Regions from separate parts of the Ovis aries genome. Here region 1 is linked to region 2. A link is a contact called in public Hi-C data. All regions are on one chromosome and are shown on one strand. Each heading gives the region's core, a stretch centred on a gene start, on an enhancer-like site or on the middle of the called end of the contact. The rest is flanking DNA. Distances are from core to core; before and after follow the strand shown. Region 1 overlaps AKAP7 (A-kinase anchoring protein 7). Region 2 holds the start of LOC132660247 (band 4.1-like protein 3).

What was found. Hi-C and Micro-C count contacts between places; a contact is called where the count stands out from the background.
Region 1: a contact with region 2 is called in a Hi-C map of hypothalamus, with 6 times the contacts expected there. The contact joins the enhancer-like site here to the promoter of LOC132660247 in region 2. A contact is called at or near these places in 10 of 16 Hi-C or Micro-C datasets (blood, hypothalamus, liver and 5 more).

What each region holds. Positions count from the first base shown.
Region 1 is chr8:56,694,933-56,701,310 of ARS-UI_Ramb_v3.0, reverse strand. It overlaps AKAP7 (A-kinase anchoring protein 7), which reads right to left. Exons shown (of 9, transcript XM_060419652.1): 4 at 3,413-3,549. Among named protein-coding and RNA genes, the nearest start is that of AKAP7, 24 kb to the right of the region's middle. Within about 2 kb of position 4,665, at least 6 of the 54 cell types and tissues checked have an H3K27ac peak or open chromatin away from gene starts, as enhancers often do. A contact at or near this core is called in hypothalamus, where this site is marked.
Region 2 is chr8:56,442,610-56,448,369 of ARS-UI_Ramb_v3.0, reverse strand. It overlaps LOC132660247 (band 4.1-like protein 3), which reads left to right and starts at 2,787. Exons shown (of 1, transcript XM_060419650.1): 1 at 2,787-5,687. The coding sequence starts at 3,658. The coding sequence ends at 4,227. It overlaps EPB41L2 (erythrocyte membrane protein band 4.1 like 2), which reads left to right. Exons shown (of 20, transcript XM_060419645.1): 12 at 1,563-1,735.

The sequences.
Region 1 (6,378 bases), core at 3,416-5,915, 250 kb before region 2:
CCCAGTCAACTATAATGTATAATACATGAGCACAATATCCATTCAGGATTCATCTTTATTTCCTCCAAAGCACTTAGTTCAGTATCTTATATGTGGTTGATAAATAATGTTAGTTGAACTGCAAAATACTATCTTGTCTGTATAGCAAACTTCAAATATTTCTTAATTTTTCATTGCAACTTAGTAAAAAATAATTGCTAAGTTGCAAGTATCTGGTCATCATTTTCTAGCAGAGCTACAACTCCTAGTACCATAAAGTAGCACAAGGATGTGACTTCAATTCCTCAAACACCAAGCAGACTTGCTAACCATTTAATTTTTTACACAAAATTGAAATTTGCAAACACACATTGTAAACACAGGGCTAAATGACTCAGAGTGTCACTATGCTCTGGACAGTAACTCTTCAACAAATGATACCACGATTTAGGGCAAGACAATGCTTCCTAGTTCAGGACTGTTCCATGTACTTACTGCAGGTGGTTTAGTAACACTGACCCCTGCGCATAAAATGCCCATGGCCCTCCTTACTAACTGTGACAACCAAAATCAACCCCCCTCCCAAATAATTCTAAGAGGCAGTCCTACCTCCAATGAGAAATGTAGACATTATAATATATTGAGAACATCCATCCTCACCCCAATCCAACTGCATAGCACTTAAGAGTATTTCTAGCTAGTTATGTGTTCATCAGTAGAGGCCACTGAGTTACATATTGCTACTGCTCCTGCTGCTAAGTTGCTTCAGTCGTGTCCAACTCTGTGCGACCCCATAGACAGCAGCCCACCGGGCTCCTCTGTCCCTGGGATTCTCCAGGCAAGAACACTGGAGTGGGTTTCCGTTTCCTTCTCCAATGCATGCTAAATCGCTTCAGTCATGACCAACTCTGTGCGACCCCATAGACAGCAGCCCACCAGGCTCCGCTGTCCACAGAATTCTCTAGGCAAGAACACTGGAGTGGGTTGCCATTTCCTTCTTCAACTGAGCTACATACAGGAGGCCATTCTCACTTGCAGCAGACTCATCTCTTCCACCTATTTCATGAACTTGTGCTCAACTTCTCCCTCCTGTCTCCATCCCATCTCCTCCCTCAATCAATAATAGAGAAAACCAACTAGTTCTGGTTTCTCCACTGACCAGCATTCGCTTAATTCCTAGAACTCTCAGCTTCTTCATATGTATAAGAAAGATGATCTTTCTGTGTGGCCAGACTCTCAACACTTGTTAAGGAAATAAAATAATATTTGTTTGGGAAATAGAGGCTGACGAGCAGAGACTGAAATATATATATACATGCCATGGCCAAGACCCATTTTTGATGATAGAGCTAAAACCTAAACTTACCAATCAACAGTAACTCAGTCTTTTTTGGTTTAAAAAGGCCTCTTTGAGGTTCAGTTATTCTTTAACTCAAACTTCCCTTCTGGATTGCTTTTCCCTTTCCTCTCCCCTCCTCCTTCCCAGGGAACCCAGCATACTTTTGTATAAAGATTGAAGAAGGTCTTTGGTTTGCTTGCTGTTTGGGTTCTCAGGGATGCCCGATTCAGGGGCCTGGCCTGGTCATATCCCCAGGTACCTTTCGCTGGTGTCCATGAAAAGTCACGTGTCCCTCCTGGGCACTGCACTGGCAGGCCCTGCTGAAGTATGAGACCTCTGCAGGGGCCTCTGATCAGGAAGCATGGATACCTGGCATCGCCACTGTCCCTCATCCCACTCCTACTGATCCACCGACTCTCTGTGAACTTCCAAGTCTACCTACCACGGAACAAGGAAATTTCTGGATTCATCTATTAATATATACCCTGATAGGCAAAGGGGAATTGAAGGAACTACCTGAGGTCCCTGTGTTAGAAATCTCCCTCGACGCTAACCTCCTGGCTGTGTGGAAGCACATTCTTCTTTGAGGTCCCCCAGGGAAGAAGGAATTCTTCCTCCAGACTGCCTTCGGACTTGAGACTCTACTAAATCAACTCTCACCCGGGTCTCCAGTCTGGCAGACTGCCTTGCAGATTTGAAATTTGTCAGCCCCCACCATCACCTGAGCTAATTCCTTAAAATAAAGCTCTACATATAGCTATAGTGTACATACAGCTACATCAATATATCTATATATACAAATGAAGGTCCATCCTATTGGGTCTGTTTCCCTGGGGAACCCTGACTCGTCCACCATTCTAACATACAGAGTGCCACCCACTTTCTCCTGGGCTTGCACCTTCTTGTGTCATATTTTCTCTGACTTCTTTTCTATTAAGAGCATCAGAGTATTTTATTTTTTTTTCTTCCGATTGGCAAAGCGAACAGTGAAAGTGAGTTAAGTAAAATCCTCCAGTCCTCTCTGTCAGTGTATCTGCTCTTGCGTGGAGCACATTGGGACAAATGAGAAGACTGATCCCTAAAAATATGCAGTTCTGCTATTTAAAAGATAGCACCACTGGAATCATAATTTGACTGTATATCTTGAGTTACTACTTTATTCTTTTCTCCCTTATATTTCCCCTTCTCCTCGCCCCCTCCCCATCCAAGTCTTATTCTTCATTCCCTCAGGAGACTATATGTCACAGTAGAAAACAGAAGCAAGCTGTAACCTGTAATTCTGGCTATCCAAAGAGCTTAAGCTTGAGCTTAATCCAGAGAGCTACACAGAACAAGGGGCACTCATTCCAACAGTGTCCCAGAGAAGCGGAGGATGAGCAAGGTTTCTCCACTGTGGGCAGGAAAACAGCAATCAAAGACTCATACTCAACTTTTGCGGCACAATTCTGAGTTTGGGGGTACAGGGTATACAATATTCTAGTAATGGGGGGGTGAGACTGAAACTGTCCACTGATCTAGTAAATGACAGCTCTAATAGCTAATAATATTAAGTGCCTACTATGTGCCAGGCCTTATACTAAGAGTGTTTACATGTGTCAGTACTATCATTTTCTCCATTTACTTAAAAAATTATTTGCCCAAAATTGAGCAGCTTATTAAGACACGGTTCCAGAATCTGTACCTGGAATCCTAACCTAAATGGTCAGACTCCATAGTGCTTATTTACATAATTAACATGGACAAAATAACTGTATAACCAATGCATCTGATAACAACAACACAATTCAAAAGTATAGATTAGGGGCAATTCCCTGGTGGTCCAGTGGTTAGGGCTCTGCACTTCCACTCCAGGGTACAAAGGTTCAATCCCTGGTTGTGGAACTAGGATCGCGCAAGCCATGTGTCACAGCGGAAAAAAAAAAAAAAATACAGATTAGGAGCTAATTGTACAGCTAATTCTGTACATTGGCTTGTTGATTGCAACCAATTATAACAAAGAATGTTTCTTTAGAATTTCAATGCCTCTTGGGTTCTGTTTACTCATATTAAAGTAATAACTTGGAAAACAATATTCCAGAAAGATGTAGTACTCACATGTTTACGTCATCTTCATTCAATAACTGCATCACTAGTAAGGTAATATGAAAGGAACCATCACTGCTCATTGCTTTGGCCAGTTGCTCATCTTGTTGTATTATTGCATTTTGCATGATCTTAATTCCTTTTGTAATCTAATCACACACAGACAAAACAGAGATTAGGTAAGCAACATTTCCTTACAGCAACATTTAAACTGAGAAGAAAATAAGTAATGACTAAAATGAGAACACTGTCAGGATTTTCAATCAAATCATGCTTGTCTACCTGTTCTTAAATATCCTGGAGGGATAACTCGGAAAGTTTAATGGGATGTATAAATGTCTTAAAAATTACACAATGCTTGTCCATCTTAAGAGCATCAAGCCCAACATCCTTCTTTTACAGACTGGGTCCCTAACTGAGTGGAAAAACTCAATGGCTATGTATCTTTTCAGAAACTTATCCTTGGAATATACAGTATGACTCACTATCATTATGATCCTTCCTAAAAATAAAAGTTTTATTCTTGCCACAGAAAGGTCAAATCAGCAGACAACATTCCATTTCTGCTGGCAGTAATATTTATTTGTCTCCAAATGAATGTGTCTGAGAACCCATTCTTCATGGCCTTTAAGATTTTTCAGGACAGCAATAATTCAACAGGAATGACTACTGTCATTTCCCCAGACATGTGAGGCGGGGCATAACCATGGTGAGAGAGCTGCACAGAAGGGTAAACACATTATGTTTGAAAAACTGTACAGTCTTTATCCAAGCAAAATCCTTGGTCCCTCATCAGCTCACCCCTCTCCACCTACTGAGAACAAAGAGGAATGATGGCTTTTCCCTCCTCTATTTCCAGCTAGAGACAATAATGTGTGTGCTAGGTCACTTCAGTCATATCCAATTCTTTGTTGCACTAGGGACTACAGCCCACCAGGCTCCTCTGTCCACGGGATTCTCCTAAGAATATTGGAGAGGCCTGCCATTCCTTTCTCCAGGGAATCTTCCCGCCCGAGGAATCAGACTTGTGTCTCTTACGTCTCCTGAACTGGCAGGTGGGTTCTTTACCACTAGCACCTCCCGGGAAGCCCAGAGACAATATTAGCCAATTTCTAAATGGAAAATAGCTTGCATATAAACTAGCAAACCAAGCGATCCCCAGAAAAGCGTGCACATAGAAGCCTGGAGGCAGCAGGAGTAGAGAGAAAAAGACAAGAGTGGAGACTGGCAATAGCAGCAGAACCCCCAAAAGCTAGCAGAGATAAGAAAGAGCTGAATCACGAGCACAGCAAGCTGCTCCCATACAGACAAGCTGTTTCATACTGAACAATCTTTCCATTATCTGCAGACTGTGACTGGGCAAATCATGAGGTGCTGGCCTGGGATCTGACTTCCCACAGACCTTTACAATAAATCCTCTTCACCCAAATAACCTCAGCATGTCTCTATTCCTTGCAACCTGAAGGACAGTAACACGGGAAACAGTATTTTCCTGGTGGGACGATACGCAATAACACCTAAGATTTCCCAAGGTAAGATGTCACTTCCGAGACACCCAACAAAAGAATATTGATAGCCTGGTAGTTAAAATGCTCCTAACATAATAATACACAAAGGTCTTACAGTCAGAGTTTCCTCTGCCTCTACAGTGATAGAATTAATGATGTCCCCGAGGACATATTTCTTCCTCTCCGTGTCTCACCACAGCTCTTGGTAATACAAATAAACACAATGCTGAAACAACAGTCCCCTTCTTGTGTGGTCACGAGGTTCCAGGCACTAGAGTAAGCACTTTACCTCTATTAGTTCACTAAGCCTCCCACCAATCCTGTGAAGCAGGTACTGGTATTGTCTCCATTAAAATAAACTGAAACACAGAAGATTTATAAAAAACTTTTCAAGATCTTATACTACCCACTCCAGTATTCTTGGGCTTCGCTGGTGGCTCAGCTGGTAAAGAATATGCCTGCAATGTGGCAGATCTGGGTTTGATCCCTGGGTTGGGAAGATCCCCTGGAGAAGGGAACGGCTACCCACTCCAGTATTCTGGCCTGGAGAATTCTACGGACTGTATAGTCCACGGGGTCGCAAAGAGTCAGACATGACTGAGTGACTTTCACTTTCAACAGCCACTTTCAAAAGCCAAAATAGCAAAGGAACTTGAGAAAAAGATAAATTAGAAAAGATGAGGGAACTATCTGGAGGAAAAGATCCAGGAGTGAGAAAGAGGAGGAGGAAAATTGGCCAGAAAATTGTGCAAGAAAAGGTACAAGGAATGTGCTTTTGAGAGGAGACAAGGATAGGGGCAACATGAGGGTACTGACTCAAGTCATGAAACATCAAGGGAAAAAGGACATTTAAAGGAGATTTGGAGGAAGTCTTACTGGATCCTGTATAATAGAACACATGTGTGTGTGTTAGTCACTCAGTCGTGTCCTACTCTTTATAACCCCCTAGACTACAGCCCACGAAGCTCCTCTGTCCATGGGATTCTCAAGGCAAGAATACTGGAGTGACTTGCCATTTCCTTCTCCAGGGGATCTTCCCGACCCAGGGATCGAACCCGGGTCTCCTGCATTGAAGGCACATTCTTTACCATCTGAGCTTTAGGGAAATCCCAACAGAACACATGGGCTCAAAAAAGCCTTTGGTGTAAGCCCACACTACTCTTCGAGGATTTTACAGGTGAACTTTTGAGAGATTTTTCCAGGAGCAGTGAAGTCCTAGACTGGCTTACAGGAATACTGAAGCAGCTGAAGAAGATCCATGTTCATGTGGGAAGAAGCTAGCCCAGCGCTGAGTAAATCGTGCATGCTCTAGAATGTCAGACTCAGAAGAGTGTAACTGCATCTTCAAATATTAGCTGGCACAAATGGTAATTCTGGCTTAAATAATCGTGGAAAAGTGGTTTACAATGAAAACTTTTTAATACAAACTGAAGCAAATTAAGGGTGCTGGACTTGTATCAGAAATCCTGG
Region 2 (5,760 bases), core at 1,538-4,037:
TCAGGGTTCTACAAAGGTGTAAGACCTGACAAAAGTTAATTGCAGCTGTTTAATAAAAGTGTGCAGTGTCAACATCTTGCCAACTTCATTATGTAACTTTAAATTTGATATTCATTAAAATTTGATATCATTACATTTAAAACCATTTCTAGGTCAGAGTTTCTCATTTTGCAGTAAGTTTCTGAGTATGCACAGTGAGTGCTTAGGGACCATAATCTTAGGTTAAAGAGTTACTCAAGCCATATACTTTTCAAGGAAAAATTATTAAAATCTTTTTAAAAGTTCAAAAAAACCTCTAGAAAATAATTACACTTAATGTATGATGTGAATTTGTTTTAATGTTAATTGGATTTGGTGCAGGCTTTCCAAAGTATGAGTGTTTAAAAGCCATGAAACTCTTAAAAGGTACCTGGATGGTAAAATAGAGATGGAAGGAATTTGCCATGTTTGGAAATACATGCAAGGACTCTATTGGACGTACTGGTTGTTGAGGAGTAAAGGAAAAGACTTGCAGGTTTCTGACTGCAGTAATTTGGTGAAAGGTGAGATTAGAAAAGAAGGCAGTTTGGACAGGGCATGTGAAGTATGGATTAAGAGGCCTCTTATAACACATGAACTAGGAGTCTAGATGTTGCCCAAGTTCGGTATGGTGGGTCACACACAGTCCCTGCCCTTCAAGAGCTTGCAGCCTAAAGGCCTGTCTTTATTGTGCTTTCCTGGGAGCCTGGAACCAGAGCCAACCATACTGTGTCAGGAAGATGCTTTTTATGCAGGTGAAATGACTGCAGTGGTTGTCCCACTCTTTGGGGGAGAAACTAAAGATAGATGGAGGCTTTTGCCAGTTGCTGCTCACTTGGCCTTGTTGAGATCCGAGGCCATCTTGGGTTGCTCTGCCATATGACGGAAATGTCAACACAGTACATGTTCTGCCCATCTGTATGATAGATGAAGGGACCCAAAAGGCCAGATTTGCTAAGGCAGAAGGTTTCTATGTATTAGGCTTGCTGCACGTCAAGTTGAGGCATTCAGGAGGGAGGTTAGAAAAATAAAAAACAGCAAAAATAAATACAGAAGTTAATTCTCTAAAATCTACTTTTCCTGTCTTGTCACAATTTTGACTAGTGTTCTAATTAAAGGTTCCTTTATGGAGGAATTATTAAAACTTATGAAAGCAAACCATTTTAATAACTAGAAGAAACCCCAGAGAAATGAAGTACTGCTCACATTGTAATTCTGACGTACTTCCCTGACTCTGGTGTTTCATCTGGTCTTAGAGCTCCTCCTACTGGCCAATTCCATGATCAGGCTCTCTCCTGCAAAAATCTGACTTGAGAGCTTGGTGTAATTTAATGGGTTACAATTCAGAGGTTTGTTTGTTTTTTTTTTTTTTTCCTTTTTTAAGTATAATCATGAATTTATTTGATTTGTTATTTTCATGATCAAAGAATCTTCCAGTTTCTATTAATTGTCTGTAAGCTGCCTACTTATCTGGAAAGGGAGGTTTTCATAACATTTTCTCATTTAAACATCCTAACGTGATCCCTATAATCACTCATCACTAGCTCCGATTGATGCTGTGGACCAAAGTCTTATGAAGGATATTCCTGGCCCTGCTGGGGAGGTTTCAGCACAAGGCCCTGGAGTTGTGAGCACTGCCGTGGTACAAGATGGTAATGGCAGAAGGGACCTGAGAAGCCCAGCTAAAGCCCCGCATATGCCGCTCATTGAAGGAAAGGTATGGTGAATTAGTGGAATACGTGGTTTTAAATGTGTACTTAGATCAGAGGTTGTCTATTGCATTTGTTTCAGAACTCAAGTATCATTTAAAACCAGTCATTGTGTTTTCTCTGTTGATAAAAATTTCCACCTTTCATATGTGTGTAGACTCTTGCTGTTTTGGACTGAGTCTCTAACCTTTTTCTGGTTGTTGTTCAAAGCAAAATATTTCAACATAAATTACTTTAATCCAAGTAAGTAATTTATTGACCTTTTGTCCATCTTTATAATCATCCTATTTCATTAAGCCCCCCAGTTACAAAACCTATGATTTGAAATTCATATTTGGTTTCAAGTAAATTTTAAGATATAGCCTGTCTTGATAATTTTATTATGATATTGACTTGAATATTTTGAAATGAAGAAAGGTGGTCTTTATGGTTTTTCATTAATAATCTGTCACTGAAAAAGAAATTCTTAAACAAAAAGTAATTGTTTTGTGAATACTGTGTGAGAAGATGGAGTGTGGCTTTCAGTCTTATTTGGTGCGTGTGCCATAATGAATGGAGAAGTAACCTATATTGTGTTTTCAGGCTTCTTTGGGTTATTTTATATTACCATGGGCAAGTGTAAGTATAGTCACATAGAAGTTGATCTGAAGTGGCTTTGAGTCCTTCAGATCATATCCCACAGAGAAACTTTTGAATAGGTAACATTGGAAGTAAACATGAAAAAGAAATAAAATCATCCTGTGGGTTTATAATATTTCTAGAAATTTAACTTTGAAAATTTATAATGTTTTCAAAATTTTAACATTGAAAATTTTAAAGATGTGTAACATGAATTTACAAAGGACCTGCTAGAAGAGATAACTGCCAGTGTCTCAGGAATTCCTGCAGTGATAGCTCCCAACCCCAGCAGAGAGAAGGGCTCAGGCACCATGGGGGCCCTGCCTTATGCTGCAGGGACAAGTGCTTCAGGTAGAGTGAGCCATTAAATCCTTTTCATTGCTTTGTTAAAAAATCTTTAACTATCATATTCTACAAAGGATTTGGTTAAAAATTGACTAAAAATAACGGATATCACATCAAACAATATCCATCAAAAACTGAACAGTTGTCAGGAGAGTTTATGATTATGCTACCAACTCATTGGAAAAGACCCTGATGCTGGGAAAGATGGAAGGCAGGAGGACAAGGGGGTGACAGGGGATGAGATGATTGGATGGCATCACCGACTCAATGGACATGAGTTTTAGCAAACTCCAGGAGATAGTGAAGGGCAGGAAAGCCTGGCGTGCTGCAGTCTGTGGAGTCTCAATGAGTCAGACACGACTTAGTGACTGAACAACAGCAACACGGTACCAGTGTACCCAGAAGAGTGGCTACTTCCATCAGAACCAGGAGAGCTCAGCATCACGGGAAGCCTCTATTCCATTCTGCATGGTTAATATGATACAAAAGAAAAGTTCTCTTAAATTCCAAGGGAAATTCTGCCTGTTTTTGGCCAATGACTTAGTGTGCCTTTTCACTGATACTTTCAATGTTTGGCAGCAACCAGGTTTAAAAGTAAGAATGCTATCTGAGTTTCATAGGATCCATTTGCAACCAGTCAGGAAATACTAATTGAATCAGGCTATACCTGTTAAGTTGTATGTGATGAAAGTAGTCCAGTTTTCCTCTTTTAAAAATGGATCATTTAATTAATTTTCTAATGATACTGTTAATACAGTCATTACCTCTGAGCAAAAGTTTTCACTAACTTTCTTCTTCTCTCCTCTTTCATTCTTTTACCTTTGGTTCTCCTTTGACTGTATCCGCTGTGTAACTTCACATTCAACCATGGGTTTGCTTTCGAGAACAGCCTGTTTCCTTGTGCCCACCTTCACCATTCATCCGCTGTGCTTCATCTCTTTCCCCAAACCTATTGCCAGTCCCTGAAATGGACTTCCTTTCTGACATTTCAGAGGAAGACCCCTTTGGGGAGGCCGATTGTATCACTCTGGACAGCTTAGAGCGCCTTTCCACAGGCGAGACGCCAGAGCAGGGGCCCTGTGATCCTGGCTTGGGTCCTCTTGAAGCCCCTCCTGAGCCTGACTGCCCCCCTGCACCTGAGAAGCCTCCAAAAGAGGCTGACCACACAGATTCCGAGTGTGGGTCCTTCTCTTTCAGTTTCTGCAGGTGCTTTCTGCCTCGCTTCCCCTCGCTCCTCGATGACAATGGGTACCTTGCCTTCCCCAGCCTCCCCAAGGTCTGGGTCTCCTTCCTCCCTGCAGATGTCCGGCACTACGTTCCCATCACCTCCCCTTCGTTCTTTCCCTCTCTCATCCTCATCTTTGGGCTCCTTCTCTCTGCTTCTCAGTCAGTGCCTTTTTCTCTCACCTTTTCCCTTCCTCTGGCTCTATCCCTCTGCTATCTGGAGGCGAAGGCTGCCTCCCTCACTGTTTCTTATGACTGTGACTTGAGTGACAAAACAGAGGAAGAGGAAGCAGTTACTGGCTCTCCTCCATAAGCTTTAAATCTGTGCGGGCAACAAAGCTCCACTTCATCTAATACCCTTCCTAATGTAGAGTGTAAACATGTGCATAAATCTCATCATGGGTTGCCCTCAAAACAGTATGATCTGCACACTTTCACACATACACATAGCTTTAGTGCATGAGAAATAAGTGTAATTAAGCGTTCCCCTTCACTGATTTCCATTGACTAGGTCCACATATTCTACACTGAGTGCAAAGTTATAGATTTTTAAAATAAATATCTGAACCATACTAGGCCACAAAGAAAGGAGAGGGAGCCCTCCATTGGCCTTAATAGTCTGATTTGGGTCTATCCATTTTGCACATAAATGTTAATGCTGTTCCTTTAGGATGGAAACTTTATTTTGGTATAGAACTTCGAATACAGTGGACATAACTGATCGATATGTATTAGCAGAATTCCTTAGTGTTACTATTTCACTGTTAGAAAGCCAAGCTTGTTCTTCACATAGGAGAATGCACCTGTGACAGTTACTCCTGATGTGTGTGTAGGTCTAATCTCAGAAACTCGTTGTCTCCCTATTATCGTAGCATTTGGGACCCAGATGAAGTTCATGTACTTAATTTTGTTTTTTTTACTCAGAATCATATCTGAGAGTCACTGTCAGGTATTTTTAAGGAAGATACTCTTCTGTTATCTTTAAAAAATACTTATGAAAAATGAACCACAGCATTTTGAAAATTTAGACTCTGTAGCCCTAAGGTTGGGTCAGACCTCTTAGTGTCCTTTTATTTAAAATTAAGTATCTGGTTTGAGGATTTCTGCACCATATAAGGTTACCTCTGCAGTGCTAAGCTGTGCTTACATGTGCAGTAGTTTTTTTTTTATTGTTTTGCTAAATGTGGTCTGGGGATCTAGGGTCCCATATCCTATAGGTACTATTCCTACATAGAATAAATCACAAAATTTAGAGCAAACCTCAGGAAAAATGTGAAGATAATTAAGCATAGGGGGAGAATCCATGATTCCTGAAGGTTACCCAAGGGATGCCAGAGATTGACATTTTAGAGAAATGTTGACCAAGGAATTAGAAGATTGTTGAGTGGTTGTATTCTATTTTTCCCTCTTGATCAAAAGATACTCTGAGTTCCCGGTTTACCCCTCAAAACTGCTTGAATGGTTTACAAAAAGAAAAAAAGCACAGTCAAGAAGAAAAATAATGTATATGATCCTGTTCAAAATCAAGATGTGAAGGTTAAACTATTTTTCTTTGGTATCTGAATCAATATTTTTCTTTTACGCTATTCCCTTCCATGAGTCAGTAGTCATCAGTGTTTCTGTTAGTTTTAAATACACAGATTTATTCTTTGGATCATTAGATAACTGAGAATTGTCCAACTATGAATAACTATGCTTGTTTGAAAAATTTTATGAAAGAAAAGTACTATAAAACTCAAGAATAGTTTTTACTATCCACCCTTTTACATAAAAGTAGCAAAATAAATCAGTTCCTCCCCAAGGAAAGAAATCTATGTAGAGTGAACATTTGTCCCTGATAGAAAGT